Regions from separate parts of the Sus scrofa genome. Here all the other regions are linked to region 1. Evidence: chromatin contacts called from public Hi-C and promoter capture Hi-C data. All regions are on one chromosome and are shown on one strand. Each heading gives the region's core, a stretch centred on a gene start, on an enhancer-like site or on the middle of the called end of the contact. The rest is flanking DNA. Distances are from core to core; before and after follow the strand shown. Region 1 holds the start of SUB1 (activated RNA polymerase II transcriptional coactivator p15). Region 2 holds the start of LOC110257335 (Golgi phosphoprotein 3). Region 3 overlaps MTMR12 (myotubularin-related protein 12).

What was found. Promoter capture Hi-C pulls out the DNA fragments that hold promoters and counts their contacts. A called contact is a pair of places that touch in the nucleus more often than the background predicts.
Region 2: a contact with region 1 is called in a promoter capture Hi-C map of fetal liver, with 3 times the contacts expected there. The contact joins the promoter of LOC110257335 here to the promoter of SUB1 in region 1. A contact is called at or near these places in 1 of 5 promoter capture datasets (fetal liver) and 2 of 2 datasets of contacts at active chromatin or transcription factors (alveolar macrophages and skeletal muscle).
Region 3: a Hi-C map of omental adipose tissue shows a contact between it and region 1, with 2.3 times the contacts expected there. The contact joins the enhancer-like site here to the promoter of SUB1 in region 1. A contact is called at or near these places in 2 of 5 promoter capture datasets (fetal liver and liver) and 11 of 47 Hi-C or Micro-C datasets (embryonic fibroblasts, epiblast stem cells, fetal heart ventricle and 8 more).

The regions. Positions count from the first base shown.
Region 1 is chr16:18,756,506-18,761,010 of Sscrofa11.1, reverse strand. It overlaps SUB1 (activated RNA polymerase II transcriptional coactivator p15), which reads right to left and starts at 2,125. Exons shown (of 5, transcript XM_021076608.1): 1 at 1,997-2,125.
Region 2 is chr16:18,413,754-18,418,258 of Sscrofa11.1, reverse strand. LOC110257335 (Golgi phosphoprotein 3) reads left to right here and starts at 1,763. Exons shown (of 4, transcript XM_021077099.1): 1 at 1,763-2,554. The coding sequence starts at 2,330.
Region 3 is chr16:18,469,560-18,474,064 of Sscrofa11.1, reverse strand. It overlaps MTMR12 (myotubularin-related protein 12), which reads left to right. Exons shown (of 17, transcript XM_021077144.1): 13 at 1,146-1,216; 14 at 4,059-4,231. Among named protein-coding and RNA genes, the nearest start is that of MTMR12, 66 kb to the left of the region's middle. Within about 2 kb of position 2,119, at least 6 of the 83 cell types and tissues checked have an H3K27ac peak or open chromatin away from gene starts, as enhancers often do. A contact at or near this core is called in omental adipose tissue, where this site is marked.

The sequences.
Region 1 (4,505 bases), core at 876-3,375:
ATAAATCAGTGCCTTGCTTTCACATGCCTGAGAGCAAGGCACAGTCTTCTTCCTTTATGTTTCCCAAATTTCAAGCAATTCCAAGGCTTGCTGTACCTCTTTCCAAAGCACTATTACAAAAGTGGTAAAATGCTGGAGTTCCCGTCATGGCTCAGTGGTTAACGAATCCTACTAGGAACCATGAGGTTTTGGGTTCGATCCCTGGTCTTGCTCAGTGGGCTAAGGATCCGGCGTTGCCGTGAGCTGAGGTGTGGGTCGTAGACGCAGCTCGGATCCCTCCATGCTGTGCTCTTGCCTAGGCCGTAGGCCGGTGGCTACAGCTCTGATTACACCCCAGACCTGGGAACCTCCATATGCCGCGGGAGTGACTCAAGAACAGGCAAAAAGACCAAAAAAAAAAAAAAAAAAGTGGTAAAATGCTTACTTTCAAAACGAGTATCTTTTGTTCTCTCCATCTCTGAAAAGCCTGAGTCTTATTAATTTTTGTGTGCCATAAAGGGCCCAATGTACACAACACATACTGTAAATGGTTGCTGGATGAAAGATCACAAATAACGCAGCTCTCGACTAAACTTGCATTTGCACTGGCACTGAATGTGCCGCACAATAGGAGGTCAAGGTAAAAGAAATGGGCCATCCCCGGCCAGCACTAAATTCAAGAAGCTCAAACTATGCCCAACTCAGCCTTACTGCTTTTAACTGGCAATTTCTTGATGACAGGAGGAGTAAATTCAGAAGGGAGCAGCAACATTCATAAAACCACGTTGTATACATGAGTCCTGTTAGTGCCCCACTTTACAACCTAATCTCCAAAATCAATCTTGTTGTTTTTTATGCTAGTTGCGATTAATGCCCAAGAAACATTTTTTAAGGTAATTAAATTGAACATAATCTATATTTCACTTTAAAACGGTCAAGCATAACTATACCATCTGTTCGTTAAAGGTACCTGGGGGCCTAAGACCATTTCAAAGAACCACCTCGTGTCTAACCCAAGTCAGTCCATCCGACACGAAGAGAAGGCAATGGTAACTAAAGCCAGCCTCTTTGAACTTCTAACAAAATACATTTTAATTTTTACTGAATAAGCCTTTACTGTTCGAGGTAAAAAAGGGGGCGGGGCAGGCTCCTCCTGAAGGCAAAAATGATACGAAAAGCGCCGGTATAGAACATACACAAAACACAACCTAAAAATCAATCTTCTATCTTTGATGAAGGCATGGGGGAGGGAGCATTAGAAAAGACGAGGTGAAAATAAACTAGGACCAAAGGACAGACGAATTCGGTACAACACGAGGGTGATAAACACTAAAACGGAGAAGGGGGGGTCTCACAAGACCAAGAACCTCGGGACAGGCAACGACTTGGGCGAGGGGAGGCAGGTTGGTCGGAGGGGGCGTGGGAAGCAGCGAAATGCGGAGGAGACGGTGTGGGAAGAGGAGGGACTTGCACCAAGCGCCATTTTCTTCTCTCGAAGCGCTCGCTACCCCCCAGCAAACCAGCCGTCCCCTGCCACCCCAGTCTCTACTGCCGCCCCCTGGGTTCTCCTCCGCCCTGGCCCACTCTCCCTCACCCCTGGAGGGCCCCCCCAATCCTGGGGGCAGGGGTGGGGGCACCAGAGAGGCCTAGGGCAAGCGCAGGCCCCGCACGCGCCCCCGCCCGAGCCCAGGCCGCCGCATTGTCCCGGGGGCGCCCCGGCCCCCTCCCCGCGGCTCCTCGCCCCGGCCCGGCCGTGTCCAGCCGCCCCAGGCCGCTGTCCCCGGGTGCCACCTCCAGGCGCCGAGGGGCCTGCACCGCGTGAGGCGCGGGGTCGGGTACAGAAGAGAGGGTCAGGGGAGGCGGAGGAGGAGAAGCTGGAGATCGGGCACCGCCGCCATTTCCCGCTGCCGTCGCGGACGAGAGGGAACGAGGGGAGGTAGTAAGCGGTTGGGCTGAGGGGGTGGGGGTCGGCCAGGTCGGGGTTTCGAAGGAGGAGGACCGGGACCCGAGTACTCACGCTCCGCTCGGGTAGGCGAACCACCTCCTGCTGGCTCGCTTGCTCTCGACTGACAGAGAACCGGAACTGACGGCAGCTAAGAGTCTCCGGCCCCGCCCCGCTGGGACCGCGGACACGTGATGGGGCGTGGCCTCCCCGCGGAAACCAACACCGAGACCCTTTCCAGGGCTTTAAAGGGACCTCCCCTGGTCCTGAACCGATGCCGTTAAAAGTGAGATGCAGCCAAGACTGGATCAGACCTGTGAGGGAACGAGGGAATGAATAAAACAAGAATGACAAGCACCGAGCTTTGCATTTGTTTAATAAATGTTTTCTTGTATTAAAATGAAATGTCCATACATGACCCTGGCTGGTAAAATTCAAAGGGAAGAAGCCAAACTCACAGCATTTAATTCCAGAAAGTGGGGAAAGGAAAAAAAAAAAAAAAACTTTGCAGACCTCTTCGGTCACATACACATCCTTAATACCTAAACTGAATCCTGGAGGTGTATGGTAGTTCACAGAAGGCAAGAGAAATCCATACTACAAGCAGGAACACGGCCAATAGATTATTTGAATGAATATTTAATGAATGCCTACTATGGCCAAGAATATATATATATATATAAGCCAAGAATAAATATAAGCTCATATATGTACATGTATGTACATATATTTATTCTACACACATTTATCAAACACCTATGTTCCAGACACTGCAATGAGGCACTTAAATATTACTTATCCTAACAAGCACTTTCCAAAGTATGAATGATTATTCTCTCCATTTTGTAGATGAGGACATCAAGGATCAACAAGATGAAAGACATCTGCTGTAGGCTGTACAGGGAGTGTGTCATGACTCAAACCCTGCACTGCTGGAGTCACACTGGACGGACTGAGGAAGACTGAAAAAGCTCGAGCCCATTCCCAATCATGCAGTGTCAGGCTAGATGACCATTTTTAAAAAGAAAAAAAAAAAGTGTAGAATTCCTTTTATATGATGTTCCTACAAAGGCAAGAATAATACATGGGGATCTAGGTTAGGTTACCTTTCGGGAGTATCGCTTGGAGTGAGAGTGAAGGAACCTGCTGGAATGCTGAATATATCTTGGTCTGAGTGGTGGTTAGATTTTCACCTAATATCTGTGCGTTTTACAATACATAAAGATACATTTCGATGAGAAAATTGAAAAAGTCAAAAAGAAAAATGAGAAAATTGAACTGTTAAAAATATGAAATTGGAGTTCCCGTCATGGCTCAGTGATTAACGAATCCAACTAGGAACCATGAGGTTGCCAGTTCCATCCCTGGCCTCGCCCAGTAAGTAAAGGATCCAGCGTTGCTCTGAGCTGTGGTGTAGGTCGCAGAGGCAGCTCGGATCCCAAGTTGCTGTGGCTCTGGCGTAGTAGGCCAGCGGCTACAGCTCCGATTAGACCCTGGCCTGGGAGCCTCCACATGCTTCGGGTACAGCCCTAAAAAAGCAGAAAGACAAAAAAAAAAAAGAAAAAAAGAAAAGTAACTTACTCATTAACCACTGTTTCAGCGTTTGCCAGCCCAGAGTTTACACACCCAAAGATAGTTTGGAAAGGACCCCCACAAACTATGGCTAAGCTGACCAAAGTTCCCTTTGGGGCCAGTGGTGCCCTGAGGCTCTGTAGGGGGTGTCTGATTGGAATAAGCTCATATAGTGGAATAACTAGAGGATCACCTGGCAGCCTGGGCTCTGGGAGCCACGAATTCAGTTCTCTTTCAAAATCTGGATGCTAGTGGAGAAAGGACAGAGTTCAGGGTACTGGCTGGAGTCACTTAACACACAACCTCCCCTCCCTCTCATTTGAGATGGAAAGAGCTACAGTTCTCTTTACTTACATGGAGGAAACTGAGCAAAGGTCCTTTCCCGGTTTATTCACTCATTTAGTTAACATGTATTCAACACCACTACTGTATGCCAGCACTGCTCTAAGTGGTGGGAATTTAGGAAAGAATGAAACTGATAGGGTCACTCTAAACTCATAGAGCAGACAATAAGCAAGAAAAGTATTAAATAGAGATGGCAATCCAGATAAGTGCTATAAAAAATAAAAGAGGAGTTCCGATTGTGGCACAGCAGAAACAAATGTGAATAGTATCCATGAGGATGCAGCTTCCATCCCTGGTCTCGCTCAGTGGCTTAAAGATCTGACATTGCTGTGTGCTGTGATATAGGAGACACGGCTGGGATCCTGCGATGCTGCAGCTGTGGTGCAGGCTGGCAGCTGACGCTCCAATTCAACCCCTAGCCTGGGAACCTCCATATGCTGCAGGTGCAGCCCTAAAAAGCAAAAAAAGAAAAATGAAAGAAAATGAAAAAGAATAAAAGAAAAAGAGGATGCTGCAGTAGAGAGTTTTAGGGTGAGGTTAACTTAGATCTGAAAGAGGTGAAGTGGGAATATTTGGGCAGGGACTTTAATGAAAAGGGACAGCCAGGCTAAGATTTGAGTGCTGATGATTCCCAGCAGAGTATGAAATGTGTGCAAAGGCCGTAAGG
Region 2 (4,505 bases), core at 514-3,013, 340 kb after region 1:
TGGGGTGGGGTATGGAGGTGGTAACTGGGCGAACAGGGCCAAGGGTAAAAGGAAGATTTTTCACTATATCTATCTTTAAACTCTTTCAACTATGTATTTGACTATATCGATCAAATCATTAATTATATTTCTTTTAAAAAGCAACATTTTAAGCTGTTTGGGAAAGAACTGGAAGAGAAATTAAAAAAAAAAAAAAAAAAAAAAAAGGAGTTCCCGTCGTGGTGCAGTGGTTAACGAATCCGACTAGGAACCATGAGGTTGCGGGTTCGGTCCCTGCCCTTGCTCAGTGGGTTCACGATCCGGCGTTGCCGTGAGCTGTGGTGTAGGTTGCAGACGCGGCTCGGATCCCACGTTGCTGTGGCTCTGGCGTAGGCCGGTGGCTACAGCTCCGATTCAACCCCTAGCCTGGGAACCTCCATATGCCGCGGGAGCGGCCCAAGAAATAGCAACAACAACAACAATAAAAAAAGACAAAAAAGACAAAAAGACAAAAAAAAAAAAAAAAAAGAGTTGAACAGGATTGTGAATGAGAGAAATTGGTTGAAGTGAAACTGACCTTTGCTCTAAATGATAGGAGAAAGGGATAGTTGACTTTGTGGTCACCCTCCTCCTCACTCCAGAAGATTTAGTTTCTCATTTTCCAAGGCATGGGGTGGCAGTGATGGTGAATAGCCACAAGATTTGTGGGTAATGGGTCTGTGGAAGGGGGAGAACTTTTTTTTTTTTTTGGTCTTTCTGCCTTTTCTAGGGCCGCTCCCGCAGCACATGGAGGTTCCCAGGCTAGGGGTCTAATCGGAGATGTAGCCTAGGCCAGAGCCATAGCAACGCCAGATCCCCAACCCACTGAGCAAGGCCAGGGATTGAACCCACAACCTCATGGTTCCTAGTCGGATTCGTTAACCACTGCGCCACGACGGGAACTCCCGGGAAGAACTTTGTGTTCAGAACGTTCTATGGGACGATTTTACTGTGGGCGTTTATCACTTACTACAGCCCTGTTAGGACAACGCATTCCTCATTTCCAAATCTTTCTGTAGCCACAGCCTGTGGTCACTATTGATTTTAAATAATATCGGATGGCATACAATGCCATTTCTGGATAATGTTTTGCTTAGAAGTTCTACTTTTCTGGATCTCCATCCTCCCCCCGCCACCCCTCAGGTTTGACGCTATTCTTTAACATAAATTGCACAAACTAACATGCATGCCAAGAGGATTTAACCCACTGATTAAATTGAAGGAGATTTAATGTGTACAAAGACGTGGCATGAAACCCAACGGGTTTATTGTTTCTATAAAAGGTTCGTTAAAGTTGACTGACTGACGTGTGCAGTACTAACTGTACTTACTGCTCCCTGGTCCCGGAGGGAGGAAGAGTTTTACAAAGAAAACTATTCAGTTCTTTCTAACCTCTCTTTCCATACCGTCACACACCCAGAAAACACTAAAGTCCACTTTCAAGCCATTTAAAAGCAATTGTTCCTCCTGAAGTCTGGGAACGCGGGCAGAGGACGCACCCTGCCCTCACCCCATCAGCGCTGAGCAAAGTCCTCCGAGTGTCTCCTGGGGACCCCGGATTCCAAGACGGGTCCCTTCAGCCCTATCCGAGGGCGACTCCGAGGTCGGTGGTGTCCGAGGTGCTAAGAGCACAGCTCGAGGCTAAACAGGGTTCACGCTCGCTAGGCCACGGGGGTGGCCCCTATTCGCGGGGGCCTGGCCAATCTCTGGCTCCAGCCCGGGCTCCTCGACCCGCACAGGGGAAGGCGGGCGGAGGGCGGACACGTCACGGGAGGGGGGCCGCGGGCCGAGCGCGGAACGAACCGCCAAGGAAAGGGCGAGCGCCGGGGAAGACCCGGGGACCGGGGAAGGGGTCGACGTCCACAAGCTCCCACTCCCACCCCTGCCCGGGGCCGCCAGGTCCTCGCCGGCCGCTTCCGGCGCCCTCCGAGCCCCTCCCGCGCCGGCCGTGCCACATCCTCCAGTGACGTCAGCCAGCGCCGCCATATTGGAAAGGCGCCGCCGCTGCCGCCGCCGCTTCCTCCTCCAGCGCTGCTTCTTCCTTCACCGCCTCCGCCACCGAGCTCCGGCTGCCAGGGGGTCTGCGGCAGCAGTAAGAAAGCAACCCCTCGCTCGCCCCGCCGACGCCCAGCCCGCCCGCTTCGCCGCGGCCCGTATCCCCATGACTGCCTCCTGTCCCGCTGCCCGCGGACGTCGCCCCAGCGCCCGGGTTTAACACGGAAGCGCGGGTCGGGGGCTGCGGAGGGAGGAGGAGGGAGACCCGGCCGGTCCCGCGTCTCTCTCGGCCCGGCGTGGCGCCTCAGCCGGAGCCATGACCTCGCTGACCCAGCGCAGTTCCGGGCTGGTGCAGCGGCGCACCGAGGCCTCCCGCAACGCCGCCGACAAGGAGAGGGCGGCGGGCGGCGGCGGCGGCAACGGCGAGGACGACGCGCAGAGCCGCCGCGACGAGCAGGACGACGACGACAAGGGCGACTCCAAGGAAACGCGGCTGACCCTGATGGAGGAGGTGCTCCTGCTGGGCCTCAAGGACCGAGAGGTGCGGCCCCGGCGGGCAGGGCGGGGGCGGCCGGCGCGGGGCTCGGGCGCCAGGCGGGAGCCCGGCCACTGGTTCCGCGCGTCTGCCCTCCGAGCTCCTGAGCTCCGCGCTCGGGAGCGCCCAGCCGGCCCGGTGCTTCCAGATCCTCCCCGCACAGATTGTTTGGATTTCCCTTTCTCCTTTCACAGTCACTCCTTAAATTTTGACTCCCCGACAGTCTCTTTCTTCCTCGCTTTTTTTCCCAGCGTGTCTAACCCGTATAGACCCCAGGGTACAATTCCCACCTGGAGACTGCGGGTTAGAGTGAAACACATGGAACCACCAGCGCCCCGAACTCATGGTTCTGCAGGTTTTAGGACCTGGGAGGGATCCACGAATCTGCCTTCTGGGGGATTTAAAAAACAAACAAAAAACAAACCCAACAGCTTAAGGTGTACCTTTTGGAATTTTGGGAAATTACGGTGAGATGGTAATGGAGGCAAAAGTTGTTTTGCTGATAAAGTTAGAAGTCCAACAAAATTCTCGTGAAGCCTCCTGGAAATTGACCTTCTAGGTAACTTGCTTTGGGTGAGAGATTATTTTAAGTATTGCTTTTACGTTTTATTGCTTGACTGTGTTCAAAAAAGTGTTTACATTCTCAAGGAAGGACTTTTTCGTGGGGGTGCTTGAATTGCTAGGTTTGTTATTTGATGAAAGGCCTGAAAGTTTCAGTAGATAACTTGTGTTCAGATTTTGAAATGATTATTTTCACCCCAGTATCTTGTGAGAATGTTCACACATACAGAAGTTAAGAAAACACTGCAGTGGGCACCTATATACTCATCTCCTAGGTTCTGTAATCATTATTTTATTATATTTGTTTTATCATATGTATATGTCTCCAAAAATTATAGACTTGCAGAGGGTGGACAGGTCAATGGATATTGTATAAATTAGCTATGGTGGGGAGGGTTCTAGAAACTTGTTTTATCTCCATATGGAAACTACAGACAGCACATTTTAGAATCAGATACAAAAATATCTAAGTTTTTAAAAAATTTTAATAATATTTTCCCAATTCATAGAGGTGGGCAAGAAAAAATTAGTTCTTATTAAAGCAACTTAGTCTTATTTCACCAAGATTTATCAGATATAGGTGAGTTTTATATGGATTATTCGTGGACTCCTGATATTTGGTAATCTCATGAATTAAAACTTACCTTGATGGAAATGGCAGTATTTCCAGAGTATTTGCAGTATCCAGTTTTCCATTTTGCTCAGGTTTTACTGATGATCACTTGGAAAAAGGTTGACGTCCCTTGGCTATTAAAGGGCCTGGTATCTGTTTTTGAATTATTGAGTTATGATGAAAGCAGCTTATATGTGAAATATCTTTTCGTTCTTTGGAAAAACGAACTAGATGTACATTGACCAATGTGACTTTTAGAAAGTACTCAACTTGGTTTTTTTTAGGCTTCACACCTTAAAACTGTGGTTCTAAACATTTTTCTTTAAGGCTTTATCTTTTTCCTTTGAGACAAAAGTAACATTGTAGAAAATACCCCCAGGAGTTCCCTCTGTGGCTCAGCAGAAAGGAAACCGACTAGTATCCGTGAGGATCCGGGTTTGATCCCTAGCCCCTCTCAGTGGGTTGGGACTCCAGTAGTGGGTTGGGGATCCAACGCTGCTGCAAGCTGTGTTGTGGGTCGCAGACTCGGCTCAGATTCCGAGTTGCTGTGGTTGTGGTTGTGGCTTAGGGCTGGCAGCTGCAGCTCCATTGGACCCCTAGGCTGGGAACTTCCATGTGCCACATGTTCAGTCCTAAAAACAAAACAAAAAAAAAACAAACAAAAAAAGAAAGAACCCCCATCTCCACCCCCCCAGCAAAACACCCAAAGTGAAGCAAACAAGTTATTCATGTTACCAAGTGAACAGTTTGGTTTTAGTTTTTGAGACTTTTCTATGTGAACAC
Region 3 (4,505 bases), core at 870-3,369, 290 kb after region 1:
CGAGAGGCCACAGAAAAGGGGCGTGGAGACCAGCATTCTGACTGAGCATCCGGCTCACCTTCAGGGGAGGAAGCTGGGCACTGAGAAGGGGAGGGTGCTGAGTTTTCACTGAAGGCCTTTTTAGAAAAATCCTGTGTCTTTTATGTCTCTTAGCTATTAAATTTTTTTTTTTTTACTATGATTAATGCCAGATAGTTGTGTTTCACCTTGGAATTAGGTAGAGATTCCAAGAGAACAGAATTTTATTCCCTTCATATTTTGAATCGCTTCTCTCTGTTGCCCTTAAGTGGAGGAGAGGGCAAAGGAAGGCACAAAACAAAAATGACAAGGGGAGAGGAGGGGAGAGGATGGCTCCAACCCCAGGACACATGTGAGGAAAGGGAAGACCTCTCCCTTCTACCACGCTCGGCGGCGTTGTCTCTTAGCTCTGCCTGGGAGTTTGGGCAAGGGAACCTCAGGCCTCCAAACGCTTGTTAACAGATAGGTTTTGAGGAGCCTGCTGCATGTCCCGTGATTTGAATATATAATCACATTGTGATAAATGCTGTAAACAAAGGAACCTTTCTGTGTACATGGTGGCTAGAGAAGGCAAGGGTCTCTAACCAGAGGAAGAGCCGTGGGGGAGAGAGCAAGGGTATGAAGCCCGAGTAATTAGTACAGAAGGCAGAGCTGCTGGCAGTGGCAACAGTCTCTAAGGGCATAGTGTGTCTAGAGAGAAACAAAGGGATTTCTGGGCATGCTGGGCCTCTCCAGCCACATCAACACATTCGGCCAATGACCTTGAATTAAGCATGATGGACGTGCAGCACAGCCTGCAGGTGTGGGCTTGAGGGCTCTTACTGGGACTCACCGACACACTCAGCTGTGAATTTGCAGTAAGAATTTCTAGTTTAGGGATCACCTAGGAACATTTTTATGTCAGTTTTGGAATTCTAAAGAATTTAAGTTTCTGATAAGCAGATGAGTGTCTTGCAGTATCTGAATAGTGTAAATGATAATTTGTTTCTTTTCTGAAGGAGTTTTAGCACGAAACAGTGCGATAAGAAAATGAAGATCAAGTCAGACACCTCTCAATAAATTTCTTAGTGTGTATGATATCAAGCTCAAGACCTAATCTCCCCTTTTCTTGTCTCTCTCCTATTTAGACGCTGCCTGAAAAAAGCAATAGAGATTATAGAATGTCTAGAAGCACAAAACATGAACATTCTTCTTCTAGGTAATATATTTACAGCACAAAGAGTGGTCTCCTTTTTTCTTTACTTGGGATTTATTTATATATGGGGCTTTATGTAATTGGAATTCTCTTAAAAAAAAGGGTGAGCTGGTGTAGAAATCCTTCCCATTCTTTTTACCCTGACCTTAGAATCCTTTGCTTTGGATTTCAGTGTTGGAGTTTAAAAATGAATTCTTTCACTTGGAACTTGGCAGACCTATTTGTAGCCCAAGAAGGAATTGTTTGCTATCTTTTCCAAAGCTCACATTTCCTAATGTTTTGAGGTTTTTTGTTTTATATTAACTCAGTTAAAGTTAAAATCTTTGGATGATCTTTTTGTATGAAGAGACCCATGGATGGTTTAATTGTTACTTTTGCATCTTTGTGTCTGACAGTTTTGTATAGTTGCCATAGAGACTTTGTGGTCCCCGATTTCCTTTTCTTTTGTGGGCTTAACTTGCCGTGCATGCAGACAGGACATACACATTCGGCATGTGAAAAAGCAGAGCGTAAACCTTAGGCGATGAGGATTGTTGCTGGAATTGGTTAGATTTGAGCTGAAGTAGTATGTTTGCTGTTTTGAATATTTAAAGTTTCTTCTACCGCATGCTTAAGTAGACTGTCTCATGCTTTCATACCCTTGAGCTTTTAGCATTTTCCTGACACTTTCCATGACTGCTGGGATTTGACTTCTGTGGGCAGACTGGAAAAGTGTGTGCCTGGGGCTTCTTGTACCCTCTGATGCTGGCTCACTGACTTAAATTTGAATACATTCACAGAGCACCTCCCATGTACAGAGCTGTGTGCTTCTGCCTTCTAGAAATTTACCAGCCTATGAAGAGAGCAAGCCTAAGGTTGTTATTGAAGAAGTCCTACCTTACAGTGGCAGAACAGAGTACTGAGTAACTGTGAAAAGGAGGAATAAAGACTGGGGGCTGAGAGATGGAAATACCCAGGGCCCACCTGCACCAGTGCCAGAGTTGCATAAAATGAAATGGGAGGAGTTCCCTTGTGGCTCAGTGGGTTGAGGATCCAGGTGTTGTCACTGTAGCAGCTTGGGTCACTGCTGTGGCCACATTTGATCCCTGGCCCGGGAACTTCCACATGCCCTGGGTGCAGCCAGGAAAGAAAAGACACTACAATAAAACCCAATTAATGGGAATCTCTGGCGGACGAGGCTGAGCTGTCACTTGATCCTTAGTGGATTGCTGGGTTATGTCTCCTCTGAAATCTCGTTCTTCCTGAGACCCACAGATGTACAGTTAACACCCTTCACACAGAAGAAGGAAGATCCTCTGAAAAAAATGAAACTTGTTTCAAAAGGTGATAGCACTAGGAAGACACATAAAAATCTGTTTCTCCTAAAGCCGCGTGTTCCCACAGTTTGACCTTGTTTCCTGGAAGAGAAACAGGAGAACAAGTGTTCACTCTGGGGTCACAATGAAGCTTTAAGAGTGGAAACACTTCCCTGCTTAGAATTCTCTCTGAAGCTTCTCTAACTCCTGCCGGCACTATCGTCCTCATGGACATTTTAAAGTAGCAACTGGAGAAGTTTCCTGTCGTGGCTCAGTGGTGAACAAATCCGACCAGGAACCATGAGGTTGTGGGTTCGATTCCTGGCCTTGCTCCGTGGGTTAAGGATCCAGTGTTGCCGTGAGCTGTGGTGTAGGTTGCAGATGCGGCTCGGATCCTGTGTTCCTATGCTCTGGTGTAGGTCGGTGGCTACAGCTCCAATTAGACCCCTAACCTGGGAACTCCCATATGCCGCAGGAGTGGCCCTAGAAAAGGCAAAAAGACCAAAAAAATAAAATAGCAACTGGAGTTGCACTTATTTTTGTAAAGTAGAAACCACAGGGGTGTAGACATTGATTTTTCAGGACCTTAAAACTCTAAGACAAATGCATGGGTATAGACATGTTTTTATTTACTGTAGGTCATGGCTGGCGAGCCAGGGTGTGAGCAGAATTTTCATCATGTGGGTTTTGTACCGTGCACTCCAGGGGTGGACGTGTGGCTCACACTTGCTGTGGAGAGCCTCCTCTAGGCTAGGCAGGGGGAAGCAGGCCCTTCTCTGCTCTCAGATAGAACGGAAAGAGTCTTGGAGGGAGAATCAGAGGCATCCTAGTGCAGTCAGAAATACAACACTTCCTTGGAGTTCCCATCATGGCACAGTGGAAATGAACGCAGGTTTGATCCCTGGCCTCACTCAGTGGGTTAAGGATCTGGCGGTTGCCGTGAGCCATGGTGTAGGTCACAGACGCTGCTTGGATCTGGTGTGGCTGTGGCTGTGGCGTAGGCCAGCAGCTATAGCCCTGATTTGACCCCTAGCCTGGGAATGTGTCGTGAATGCGGCCCTAAAAAAAAAAAAGAAATATTACACTTTCTCTGAAGCAAGAGGTAGCAGAGGGAAGGCGCCTGAGAAGCAGCTGAGCCTTGGAACAGTGAATTCAGTGATGGGAACTCGGACACACTAGCTGGAAGGGTTTTGAGTTGTCTGTGGAGCCCAGCAAGCCACCACGTTGTGTGTGATTCTGCCCTCATCAAGTGGCACATCTGGACCCCGCCTGCTGACAGTGGGTCTGTTGCGCTGTGTTTAATTATCAGTAACAAGCCCATCTTAAGTGCCATTGTGCGCTGGGACCTATGCCAGCCAGGCTAGAAGCAGTTTGTCTCTCAGTCTGAAAGCATTACCTTTTTTCCCCCACTGGTTCTGCCCTTTTGAGAATTGGAGCTTGACGGGAACAGACATTGGTTTGGGGCCGTGCTGTTACCTGTGCCTCTGCAGCTATTTAACTCTTGGTACCCTTCTTCCTCTCTGCGCTGCCACTGGGCACCGCCTCCCCAGAGGAGAACGCCTCCGACCTCTGCTGCCTCGTCTCCTCTCTGGTGCAAGTGATGATGGACCCTCACTGCAGGACCAGGTTTGGTTTCCAGAGTCTTGTCCAGAAGGAGTGGATCATGGGTGGGCACTGCTTCCTGGATCGCTGCAACCACCTGCGTCAGAGTGACAAGGAGGAGGTGAGTGTTGTCATCACAGAGCCATTCAGCCCTGGGCAGGCAGAGCCCAGTCGTGTTTAATACCTATCTTCAGATGCAAGGGTCACTGCCTACGCAGGGCATGCCCTAGGGGCTTGCCACGGGGGCTGAGGTCACTTCACTGTCGGATGACTTTGAATGCCTTAAAAACATTGGAACCCTTGCAGGGGAAAGGGATATATATTAACAGGCGTGTTCTGGGGGGAAAAAACAAAACAAGCGTGTTCAGAGTCTTGTAAATCATGTACCCAAGGCT